Linked DNA regions of Mus musculus: region 1 is linked to region 2. The links are chromatin contacts, called in public promoter capture Hi-C maps. All regions are on one chromosome and are shown on one strand. The core of a region is the stretch at or near the end of the contact, and the rest is flanking DNA. Distances in the headings are between cores, read along the strand shown. Region 1 overlaps 1700112D23Rik (RIKEN cDNA 1700112D23 gene). Region 2 has its middle 40 kb from the start of Gm42196.

Evidence for each region. Promoter capture Hi-C pulls out the DNA fragments that hold promoters and counts their contacts.
Region 1: a contact with region 2 is called in a promoter capture Hi-C map of liver. The contact joins two enhancer-like sites. A contact is called at or near these places in 7 of 39 promoter capture datasets (cranial neural crest, embryonic stem cells, frontonasal cranial neural crest and 2 more) and 3 of 115 datasets of contacts at active chromatin or transcription factors (bone marrow-derived dendritic cells and embryonic stem cells).

Annotation. Positions count from the first base shown.
Region 1 is chr3:28,743,417-28,749,004 of GRCm38.p6, forward strand. The region is part of intron 1 of 1700112D23Rik (RIKEN cDNA 1700112D23 gene); the gene reads right to left. Among named protein-coding and RNA genes, the nearest start is that of 1700112D23Rik, 35 kb to the right of the region's middle. Within about 2 kb of position 2,600, at least 23 of the 459 cell types and tissues checked have an H3K27ac peak or open chromatin away from gene starts, as enhancers often do. A contact at or near this core is called in liver, where this site is marked.
Region 2 is chr3:28,213,709-28,219,335 of GRCm38.p6, forward strand. No RefSeq gene overlaps it. Among named protein-coding and RNA genes, the nearest start is that of Gm42196, 40 kb to the left of the region's middle. Within about 2 kb of position 1,278, at least 12 of the 459 cell types and tissues checked have an H3K27ac peak or open chromatin away from gene starts, as enhancers often do. A contact at or near this core is called in liver, where this site is marked.

The DNA of each region.
Region 1 (5,588 bases), core at 1,350-3,849, 530 kb after region 2:
CGAGCACTTTACCTCTGTGCTGTCTCCCCTCCCCAGATGGCTCATCCTGACTGCAATATCAGGTCTAAACCGGATCTCTCTGGTAGGTGCAAGAGCAGGAGTGGAAGGTGGTCCCCAGTTCCCTGCTGGGGAGCAGAGTCTGATCTGACAGTCGTGGAGATGCTCCTTTCTCTGTAGGAATGTGCACACACCCTGATGCTAATCTGAAGGCGCAGTTTGGCTTGCTGATGAACAGTGCCACTCTAGTGGAAAGCAAAGTGGCTCTGGCCGCTGTTCATGTGCTCTGCTGGCGCATCTCAGCGTCTCCTTGCTGCCCAGATAAGGTCTGAAATCTCTCACTGTGGATTTGTACCCATGTGTCTGGCTGCTTTGTCCTGTGAAACCACTGGATCTCACTCACAAAGAATTTTTAGGACATCGAAACTGACTGCCCTGTACCATACACATACATACATACATTTGTCTAACGCTACCGACTACACAACTATTCAACAAGTGCGAACCTCAGCATAGCCCATGGCCTTTGGGTGATGAGGACCTGTCTGTAAGTTAGTTGGTCTATTGCTGCAGGGGGGGAGTGGTGTGAGAGGGGGTAATGCTAGTAATGAGGGTCGCCTTGCTTACGTAAGGCAAAGGCTGCATAGGCACTTTTGGGGTCCTCTCAACTTTGCTCTGAAACCAAAATTAAGTAGAATAAATAAATAACTGAAGAATAAAGTCTACAGGCTGGAAGGATGGCTCAGTCGCTAAAGGCAATTACTGCTTTTGCAGAGGGTTCAAGTTTGGTTCCTAGCACCAATATTGTAGCTGTCATCTGCAATCTGCAACTCCAGAAAAAAAAAAAAAGGCTATTTAAAAAAACCACCTCTCTATCCCTGACAAAGGGAGCCTACCTCTTTACATAGATAAGTCTTAAGTGCTGGATACTACTTTGTTAAATGGAACCGGAATCATCTTGCTTCCACTTTCAGGTGGAAACATATTACAGATGAAAGTCTATAGGGGCTCGGTTTCAGCCTATAATAGAGAGACTTTTAAAAAGATTTGGCTTTTCTTACATTATGTATGTGTATGGGTGCAGAATATATGGCACCCCAGAGACCAGCAGTGGTGGATCCCTCTGGGGCTGAAGGCTGTGCACTACCTAAGGGGTACTGGGAACTGAACTTGAGTCCTCTGCATGAGCACTCCAAGTCAGCCCTTCAGTCCCAGGGCGACTTTTAACAATGCAAACATTCAGCTGCTACTGAGCTCACTATTAAGACAATCAGTGTATACACTGTTTACCATGTCCCAGGCAGCCTTTAAAATAGTTTTATTGCATTTATTTGAGGAGTAGCAAGCCGTGTCACATGTAGGGAGAGGGGATCAAATCTAGGACCAGGGGATAGAACTCAGGTCATCGGCTTGATGCAAGTGCCCTTAGAACTGAGGCCACTCTCAGGCCCCTGTGTCAGATACCTTTTTAAATAATTGTAATCTGTCTATCATGCCAGCACCTTCAGATGAGCACATCTACTGTTCCATTAGGACAGCTGTAGCACAAATGTGCCCATGGATCATTCCTTTCCTTCTCCCTCTCCCTAATCAGACTGGCAAATGCTTGTCCAGTGTCCTTGGTGGACTAGAGATCTGCTCTCCCAGCCTGAGGTTTCTCATCTGTAGATGAAGAGCTGCTAAGAAAGCCCCAGATACACAGACATATTAATAAACACTCGTTCAATTTTGCAGAGTCCCTTTCCAAAAAAGGAGGGAGCCGCTGGTCATTAACACCAATCATTCTGAGCACGGCAGAGTATGGTCCCATTGTAACAAAGTATAGATGAATTATTAACAAAATGATAATTTTTCCAAAAATGAAATGCATTTGTTTAATGTGAACAGTCCATACTCTATAATTCAATGAGAAAGTTCAACATGTTAGTATAGTTTAAAAAGTTGCGTTTGCCTTCCACTATCTGAAAACAGTTCCACGAGTCAGAACCTCCAAGTACTGCCCTAATCCCACCTCTGCAAAGGCAGAGATAACTCAGAAAGACACCAAAAGCCATAACAGACAACAGACATTTCAAAAGAAGAACTGTAAATAGCGAGCTGTTATGTGCGGGAAAAAGTCTGCATGCTGGACAGCAGCGCTTTCATTGTCAGTGGCTGCAGAGGACAAGGGCTTTTCTTCCTTTGTTAATCTGCGTGTGTGCGCGTGTGTGTGTGTGTGTGTGTGTGTGTGTGTGTGTACACACGCACGCACACACACTCACATGCTCACGTGTGCACATAAGGGTCAGCCTTAGGTATGGATCTCTTCAGAGGACAGCCCTAGGTGTGCATCTCTTCTGTCAGGTTCAGTGGATAAAGGTGCTTGTCGCTAGGCTTGGCTGCCTGAATCAATTCCCAAAACCCACATGATGGAAGAAGAGACGCAGCTCTCAACAGCTGCCCTCTGCCCTCTACACTGACCGCCTGGGGTCTCAGGAGAAGCAGGGTTAATGGAAAGGAATGGTGGGAAATTCATGGAATGGTAATTATAACCCTAACACTGCTGAAGAGTAGAAACTACTCCTAGGGAAATAGGGAGTGAACGGAGAAGGAAAGTCACTATACACCAGTATGAGTCACAGTGGCATCTGGGAGAGGGTGTTACTTTATTAGGCCTTGTGAGATGTGAGATGCTAATAGAAGCCTAAGAAAAGGAAGGGTCAGAAGAGACCCACAGACATTTTGATAAATAAATAAAAATATATAATAAAAGAACCCTGCATCCCCGCAGTTCTTCGTGTTTCATAGAAGATATTAATGCAAACAAGAGGGGAGAGCCGCAAAATGAAAGGCTTGAAATCTGTGTCCCCCAGGTGGTTCCTAAGGGATCTGCAGTCAGCTGCTTGCCTGCTCAGCTCTGTTTGAAAAGCACTAGCACCCCCTGGTGTCAACATTGCAGAACTGTCCCATAGTCCTGAAGGATCATAAATATGGGAAGGAAGGATACAATAAAAACGTTCATACCTTCAACCATGGCTATGAGCTATGTTTCCATCTTCCTTGTGATATGTTGGCATATGTATGCCATTTGCAAGTAGATTACAGATGCTAAAATTTCATGAATATTAATTACAGGGTAACCAAGCACATTCTAATTAAAGGCAGACTCTGAAGGAGTAAACACAAGCCTGGTAATTTTGGATCTCACTAAGATTTAAAACGGCTGGGGAGCTCATAGGCTCCAGGGATGAAAGTACCACTACTGTTCGGCTAATGGACACAGTACCAAACCACCCTCTAAGTATGTATCTCTCCGCCCAGGGTAAGTGGGGCTTTGGGTTCTTAGCAGAGAAGCTTCTCCTGCAGTGGGTGGTGGCTAACACAAAACCTCACAAGGAGTCGAAACACAGTATCCGTATCCGTAGAATACCCGGCCACAAACGGGACATCTATCTTTCTGCCCGAGAGCTGTAAGCCAGGCTCCAGTAAAGCTTCCTCCTTTGTACTTGCTCCTGTGTTCTAGAGGTCTCTCTCAATCTAGACTGTTCTCACTACTTTTCAAGCCTCCCGTGACACTAAAGTTCCTGGGGGTCAGCCATCTTGTAAAATGGCCCAATCTTTGGATCTGTCCAGTCATCCCCTTGATTAAATCAGTATGGGATGTTTTGTCAAGAATCTTCCACAACTGAGTTTTTGAATTTCTTACTGCAGCATCTCACAAAACGCAGCACTCGACTGCTCTACTTTGGGTGCTGCTACTTGGTCACCTGGCTAAGGTGTGACTTCAAAACTTGTAAACTAGTGTCCTAAGAGGTGTGTCACATAGAGAATATGACACCTAACATTTTTTATACAGGGTTTACCATGTGTTGATGAATCTTGGCTTGAGTCAGTTGTAACAGTGGGGATTGGGAAACAGCAGTTTTCTATTAATGGCATTCCTTTAAGACACATGGTCAACCCAAAACAGATTAGCCTACCTATAAACCAGGATGATAAAACAGAGCAGACAACTGTGGTATTGACGATACTCTAAGCATCCTTGGCAAAATCTATTCTCCTGACAAAAGAAAAACATTAGAACTAGGTATATTGTGTCTAATCCCATCAATATTATAATCCCAAGATTATTTAATGTACTGCACATGTACATGTACTATAAAACACAGCAAATGAATACATTCTTCTCAAGTGCACATAAAATGAGGTAAAGAAAAATGTTATGACACATTGTACTTGAAAACAGTGGCGATCACAGTGGCCTCTGGGACAGGGGTTTACTTTAGCAAACCTTGGGAGATGGGAGTAATTATCAAATAGATGTGTGTGATTGTTTTCTTTTATCTAAAACTGACAACTTTCTCCTACACTTTCAGTGACAAACATTTTGTTATGATATAAGCGAATTAATCTGTTTTAATAGCAACTAATTTTCCATATCCTGCTCAAAAAGCTTTTTCCTACCCACAAAGACAATTTAAATATATTTAAATTTTTTACATTATATTTAAATTTTTTTATAGGTTTATGTATAAGGTTTATGTGTGGTTGGTCTCCATTTCTGTATTTGATGTGAAACAGGCACTAAGGTTTTTTTGTGGATATTCAGTAATTACAAAATTATTAGTTGAAAGCATTGCCCTAAGAGAGTTGGGAAAACGGCTCAGCAGTTGTTTCCTGCAGAGGTGTCAGGCAGTTTACAAGCCTGTAACTGCAGCTCCAGGGAAATCCATGCCTCTCTCAAAGTCCCTGTACTCACAGGCACAAGCCCACTTACACTCTGAGGCTGCAGACAGGACTCAGGAGTTAAAGCACTCACTGCTCTTGCGGGGACCCAGGTTCAGTTCTAAAGACCTTCATGCTCCCTGCTGGCCTCTGCAGACACTGTACAAATGTGATGCGCATTCAAACAAAACACTCAGACACATAAAATAAAAAGTACATTTGATATGTAGTTTAAAAAAGGAACTGTTTTGGCAGGCCTGGAGAGATGGCGCAGAGGTTAAGAGCACTGTCTGTTCTTCCAGAGGTCATGAGTTCAATTCCCAGCAACCACATGGTGGCTCACAACCACCTGTAAAGGGATCTAATGCCTTCTTTTGCTGTGTCTGAAGACAGCTATAGTGTACTCATATACATTAAAAAAAAAACAAAAGTTGTTCTAGTAGCTTTCTTCAAAATACGTGGATGGGGCATGTTCTCTTTGTATTGCTTCAGTGCCAAGTCCTGCTTTGCTATGCGTAAGGGACATGGAACAGAGCCAACCGTGTGTGGGCCTCCACAAGTGTCGATGGTTGCTGTGGGTATAAGGCTCGTTTGTATAATAATGTACATAGTTTGTACATTATTTAGATTATGACTCCATGATTATCAGAGACAGCAAGAGTCTGGGAAGTGAGGGTGCATCTAATGTCTCAGCAAACTGACATCTTCAGGACAGCTCTCAAGGCTGTGGGAAAGAATGTTGAAAACATGAGTTCTAAACTACATAATTTCTCAACTATGCAAAATATAAGGATGCAATATGAATTGTAGAAGGAGCTTCAGAGATCTAAAGGAACAGAGGCAGCTGCACTATGAGCCAGCTGGTCAGAAAGATACTAAGGAAGGAG
Region 2 (5,627 bases), core at 28-2,527:
TTCCCACATGTTCCCACCCCCCTCCCCCTCTCTTCCCCTTTCTGTCTTTTTTTCTGTCCTCTGCCCCTTTTCTCTTCCCTTACAGCTCCATTCCTGTCTGTCTGCCTCACCCCTTCTTCGCCTCCTCTTCCTCCAGATAAACCTCCATTATCCCAGGTCTGTCCCACGGCATGATTTCTCTAGGGGGCACCACGGCGTGGGCACCTGTCGTACCCCCTCCTCCCACTACTGCATTATATTTTATAACAACCCGGAGTAGTGGTTCTCAGCCTTCCCAATGCTGTGACCCTTTAATATGGTTCCTCATGTTGTGGTGACCCCTAGCCATAAAATTATTTTGTTACTACTTCATAACTGTAACTTTGCTACTGTTATGAGTCATAATATAAATAAATATCTGACATGCAACCTCTGTGAGGGTCGTGAGCCACAACTGAGAACCACTACCTAGAAGGTAGTGAGGATGACATTCAAACCCTATTTTCTATGTAGTTCCTGGATGCTTTGCATGATCTATGAAGCAAAATTACAATGAACTAACCTACTAAACCAATACTTATTCTAGTGTCATACAAAAGCAAGTTAGGGGTGCAATTCTATCCTCCTATATCCCTAGAAAGCTGAACTTTAGAGTAAGCAACACTGGGTTTTGAATTATAAATTCAGATTTGAGTTCTTATCCTGAAACTCTGGTCAACTCATTTTATCTCTTTGAGACTCCGTGTTCTCAGTGGTGAAGTGGAGGTAATATGTCTTCCTCCAAGAGTAACAACAACAACAGCAACAACAACATGAGCATGTTCTTGTTAGTCATGGAATATTATCTAATCATGGGCTTCGGTTAGGAAGAAATCAGAGATCCATAAAAGGAGAGATTCAGTAAGCTGAGAATTGATAGAGGTAAACCAAGAGGGCACAGAAGTGAGCTCTGCTATCCTGAGGTGTTATTCCAGATGCACCATGGAGCCCCTTCCATCCCCACACTTGCTGAGGGCGCTGTGTTTCTTATGAGTTAGAACAAGCTGCTCCTATGAGGAAAACATTCTTTCACAGATGTCAAGACATTATTCTGTTTAGGACTAAAAAGTGCACCAGAGTTCAAACATACAACATTTTTACAATTTCCTCCTTAGTGTATTTTTTTTTTTAATCTTGACTTTGAAACTCTGGATTGTGGACAGATGTGTCAGAAATGCCACAGGGGGAGCTATAGTGAATTGCAGTTCAAGCTTGACTTACTGTCAGATGAACCACAGTCAGAGTCCAGCAGCACAGCGCGGCCCTGCAGGCAGAGACCTGCAGGGTGTGGATAGAGAACAGTTCTAATCAGGTCCACACAGGGCCGTTCAACTGGCCTGAGACTGAGGTTGAATTCAGTCTTGCAAAGGCTCTGTGGTGCTCTGGAGAGCAGGTAGTGTGGCTCTCAGGACCAAGTGATAAAAACGGGCAAACGAAGGCCTGATTATTCTCTCCTTTGTTCCTGGCACTCCTTACAGCGGCTGATGAACCTTTGGACTCTAAGCAGCATTGTGAAAGCAACCTTATTTGCCTGTAGGTGGGTAAAGTCAGAATATAGACCAGATGACTCTTGATGTAACTCGTATGTGATACCATTCCCCAGACCTCTCTTCAAGGATTCCTTTTATTCCTTTCTATGGAAGCATTTGTAAAGTAATATTACCTGTCAAGCAAATGTAGCTATTTTAGACTTTCAAGATTTTTTTGAATACTACATTCAGTGGCTTTTTATACATTGATAAAGTTATAATCAACTTTATGACATTTTATCACAATACAGTGAAACCCTTTAGCAGTCATTTCCCATGCCTTGAGACCCAGTCCTCAAGCAATAACAGATTTACTGCTTGTCTCTAAGGATTTGCCTATTCTTTATGTTGCATAAACATAGAATTGTGCGATAAGTGGTATTCTCTATCTTTTTTCATTTAGTATGGCATTTCTAAGATTCATTCACATTACAGCCTAAGTCAGGACTTGGCTCATTATTACTGACAAGTTACATTCTATCTTATGGATCTGTCCATTTGTGTTTATCCATCCATCAACACCCAGACATTTGAGCTGCTTCAGTTTTTGACTGCTTCAAATAACATTTCTATGAACATTTGTGTGAGAGTCTTTGGATGTTTATGTGCTGTCAACTGTCTTGCCTACATCATGTGGTGGTAAATTTTTGACAGTCACCTTCATGGGACTGAGAACCACCCAGGAGACATACCTCCTGTCTGTGAAGATGTTTCCAGAGACAACTGGGAGGTGAAGGAAGATGAACGTGGAACAGTGCACCGTCCCATAGGTTGGAGTCCCAGACCAGATGAGAGAGAGTGAAGGAGCACCAGTCCTTATTTCTGCTTCCTGACTCTGACTCTGAACACCTTAGGACCAGCTGCCTCACATCCCTGCCCCTTGTCTTTGCCACCATGATGGACTATCCTTTCAAAATGTGAGTCAAAACAGCCCCTTCCTTTCTTAGCTTGTGTCTGTCGGGCATTTTGACACAGCAGCAGTGATGGCAACTGATACGGAAGTCTGGCACTAAGACAGGGTCATTGCTGATATTAATCTTTCTTGTGGCTCCTGGGTCTTTTGAGTGGGTTTCTAGTAGAAATGTGTGGGTGAGAGGAGCCCTAGAGTTTGATGGGTCACTTGTGAAAGACCATAAGGCTGAGAGAACTACAAAGGTCCAGCTCTAGAGGAAACTGGGAGGAACAATGATGATACCAGGAACTGGGCAAGGGGCTACATGTGCTATAGTCAGGCAAGTATTCTTGTTTTATTATTTCCAAGTCCTGAGCTTGAGTGAGGGCGAATTCAAGAGTAATGTTTGGAGGAGGAAATCTAAACCAGAGCACATACAGTTGGTGGCTAGTCCCTGGTAACTGCTCTCACCCAGAGCCACAGGGAGAGGCAGTAGCAGGTGGCTCAGAAAGACATGAGAAGATGGCCAAATTAGAAAAACAGAGAGCATGAGATTCTAAAACTGTATGCAAGGCTGGTATAGCCATAACCCTAATTGGGTAAGGGATTAGCCCTATTAAACAGAAGTCTCATAGTCTTTACGGACACAATAAGAAAGCTTACCTGAAGATGACACCGTATTTACTAATTACTAAGGCCTCTCATTTATAATTTATAAAAATGCAAATTTATTTGGAAGAGCTAAAACCACTAAAATGTTCAGAAAGTGTTTTCTCAGTTCAGCTGCTAAGGCACACAGAAGCCACTACAGCTGCAGTAGAGAAAGACCACACTCTACCTTGAGACGGTGGTAGAATTTGGCAGTGCTATTATATACTACATATTACCTATAGTATATAAAACCTACATGGTATAGGTTTTGTAGGCTGCAAAATGTATGTAAACGGTTGTGAAGACCAGCTATCCTTTCTAGAAAGCCCTTGCGGTGACACAATACGCGGCAGGGCTAGGTTCCCTTCAGTGAGGCTATGGTGATTTGACTGATAATGGCACCCCGTGGGTTTATGCCTCTGAGTACTTGATCCTCAGCTGGTGGAAAGAATAGAAGCTGTGGCCCTGTTGGGGAGGTTTGTTTCTGGAGGCAGGGTTTGAAGTTTCAAAAGACTCTCACTGCTCCCACTGTTCTTCCTCTGCCTCCTACTTGTGGATCAGGATGTGAGCTTTCCATCCTCCTGGGTTCCAACCTCCTGAAACTGTAAACCAATGACATGCTTTCAGTTGCCTTAGTCATGGCATTCTGTCTTAGCAATAGAAAAGTGGCTCAGACACAGGTTCCTAGGGACCATTGCTTGACACTATGCAAGGGAAATCTAAGTCACAGGGGACATCTGAGGGTGATCAGCTTTGAGATTCAATGTACATCCTAACAGGCATTTACTCCCTTCCTTCCTCTCCTGGGTGCTTTCTTTTGATTCCTCTGTCTCCTCAGTGAATCTTTCTCTTAAAAAGTAAAGACAGTTTATTTGTACAACAATAAGATATATGGAACCATGGGAATGAATACTTGTAGGGGACCATCAAGTCCTGAGTGAACGGGTGTTGTTGACATAGGCACATCCATGCATGTCAAGGACCCTGATGCCTTAGACCCATGGGAAATAGCAAAGCCTTCTCTGGGCTAGGATCAGGGAAATTGCAAAGACTTTTCTCCCAGTCTACATGTCAACATTGATTGTCTGTCCAGGAAATATCTAGTGTAGCTCTGCCTCTCTCAGATGTTTGGGACCTGAAGCCTGTTCCACGCAGAGATTGTTCATACCGAGCTGAACCTGTCTCTGGTTCAGCCATATACCATAAACGCATCTCCTTGATTCAGCCATATCAAAAACACCTTATCGATATATGTAAAGGTTATGAAGACCAGCTATTATTTCTAGAAAGCCCTTGAGGTGACACAATGCACTGCAGGGCTAGATTTCCTTCAGTGAGGCTATGGTGGTATATGGTTGGATATAATAAACACACTCAGCTTTGAGAGTGCTGAAGTTGCTCTACCTGAGAGCCCTGTCCCCGCAGTGTCTCCCAGATTTCCCGTGTGCCTATGAATTAGACATTTCTTCATTCACTTGCCACTCCTGGCAGGTCCAGTACCCAAACAAGTTATGCTGGACATGGCAAATAATTATCCTTTCAGGGCAGGTCAGTTGACTCTAAACATAGCTTTTATATTGTCCTAGTTTCTTTTCCAGTTGCTGTGACAAAACAGCTTATCAAAATGAAACAAAAACAAAAATAGAGGAGGAAGGGCTTTTTTGAGCTTAACAGTCTCAGCTAGAGTCCACTGTTGCAGAGAAGCCAGGGAGCAGGAACTTGCAGAAGCTGGCCACATCCACAGTCGAGGGCAGAGAAAGTGTGTGTGCATTCTGATGCTGAGTGTGTTTCTATATCTATAGTGCATGATCCAAACCCAGGGAATGGGCCCACACACAACTGGTTGATTTCCTACATGGTTAACATAAGACAATATCCTACAGATGTGCCCACAGGCCAACCTGAGAGGGAGAGGGAGGGGGACAGGGAGGGAGGGGAAGGGGATGGGGAGAGACAGAGAGAGAGAGACAGAGAGAGACAGACAGACAGACAGAGACAGAGAGAGGAAGAGAGAGAGAGAGAGAGAGAGAGAGAGAGGTGGTGGTAGTGCATGCCTTTAATCCCAGCAGTCTGGAGCAGGGCGGGGCAAACAGATCTGAGTGTGGAGCTAGCCTGGTCAACAGAGCAAGTTCCAGAATAGCCAAGAATACAGAGAGAAACACTGTCTCGAAATATCAAAGGTTGAGTCCAGATTGTGAGTCCAGAATGTGTCAGATTTATACAACTATGGAATGTTTACTCCTCAATTCATTCATTTGTTTGGCCATTCCAAAAAAAAAAGGGCATTTCCTATGTGAAGTTTTTTTTTTTAACCTGAAGGCTAGTATATAGAGATAAATTTAATACACAGGCCTTACATTATAAAATCTCTACCTCTAGATATGTATACAAAAGAACTTGCAATAGTGTATAAGAACAGCTATATCTAGTAGGAACTATATGAATACAGGCAATGAAGACAGGCAAGTTGGGAGATGAAGACTTCTCAAATATTAGTGCGGCAGAATTCTACCTTATGATACAAAGTGCAAAGGAGA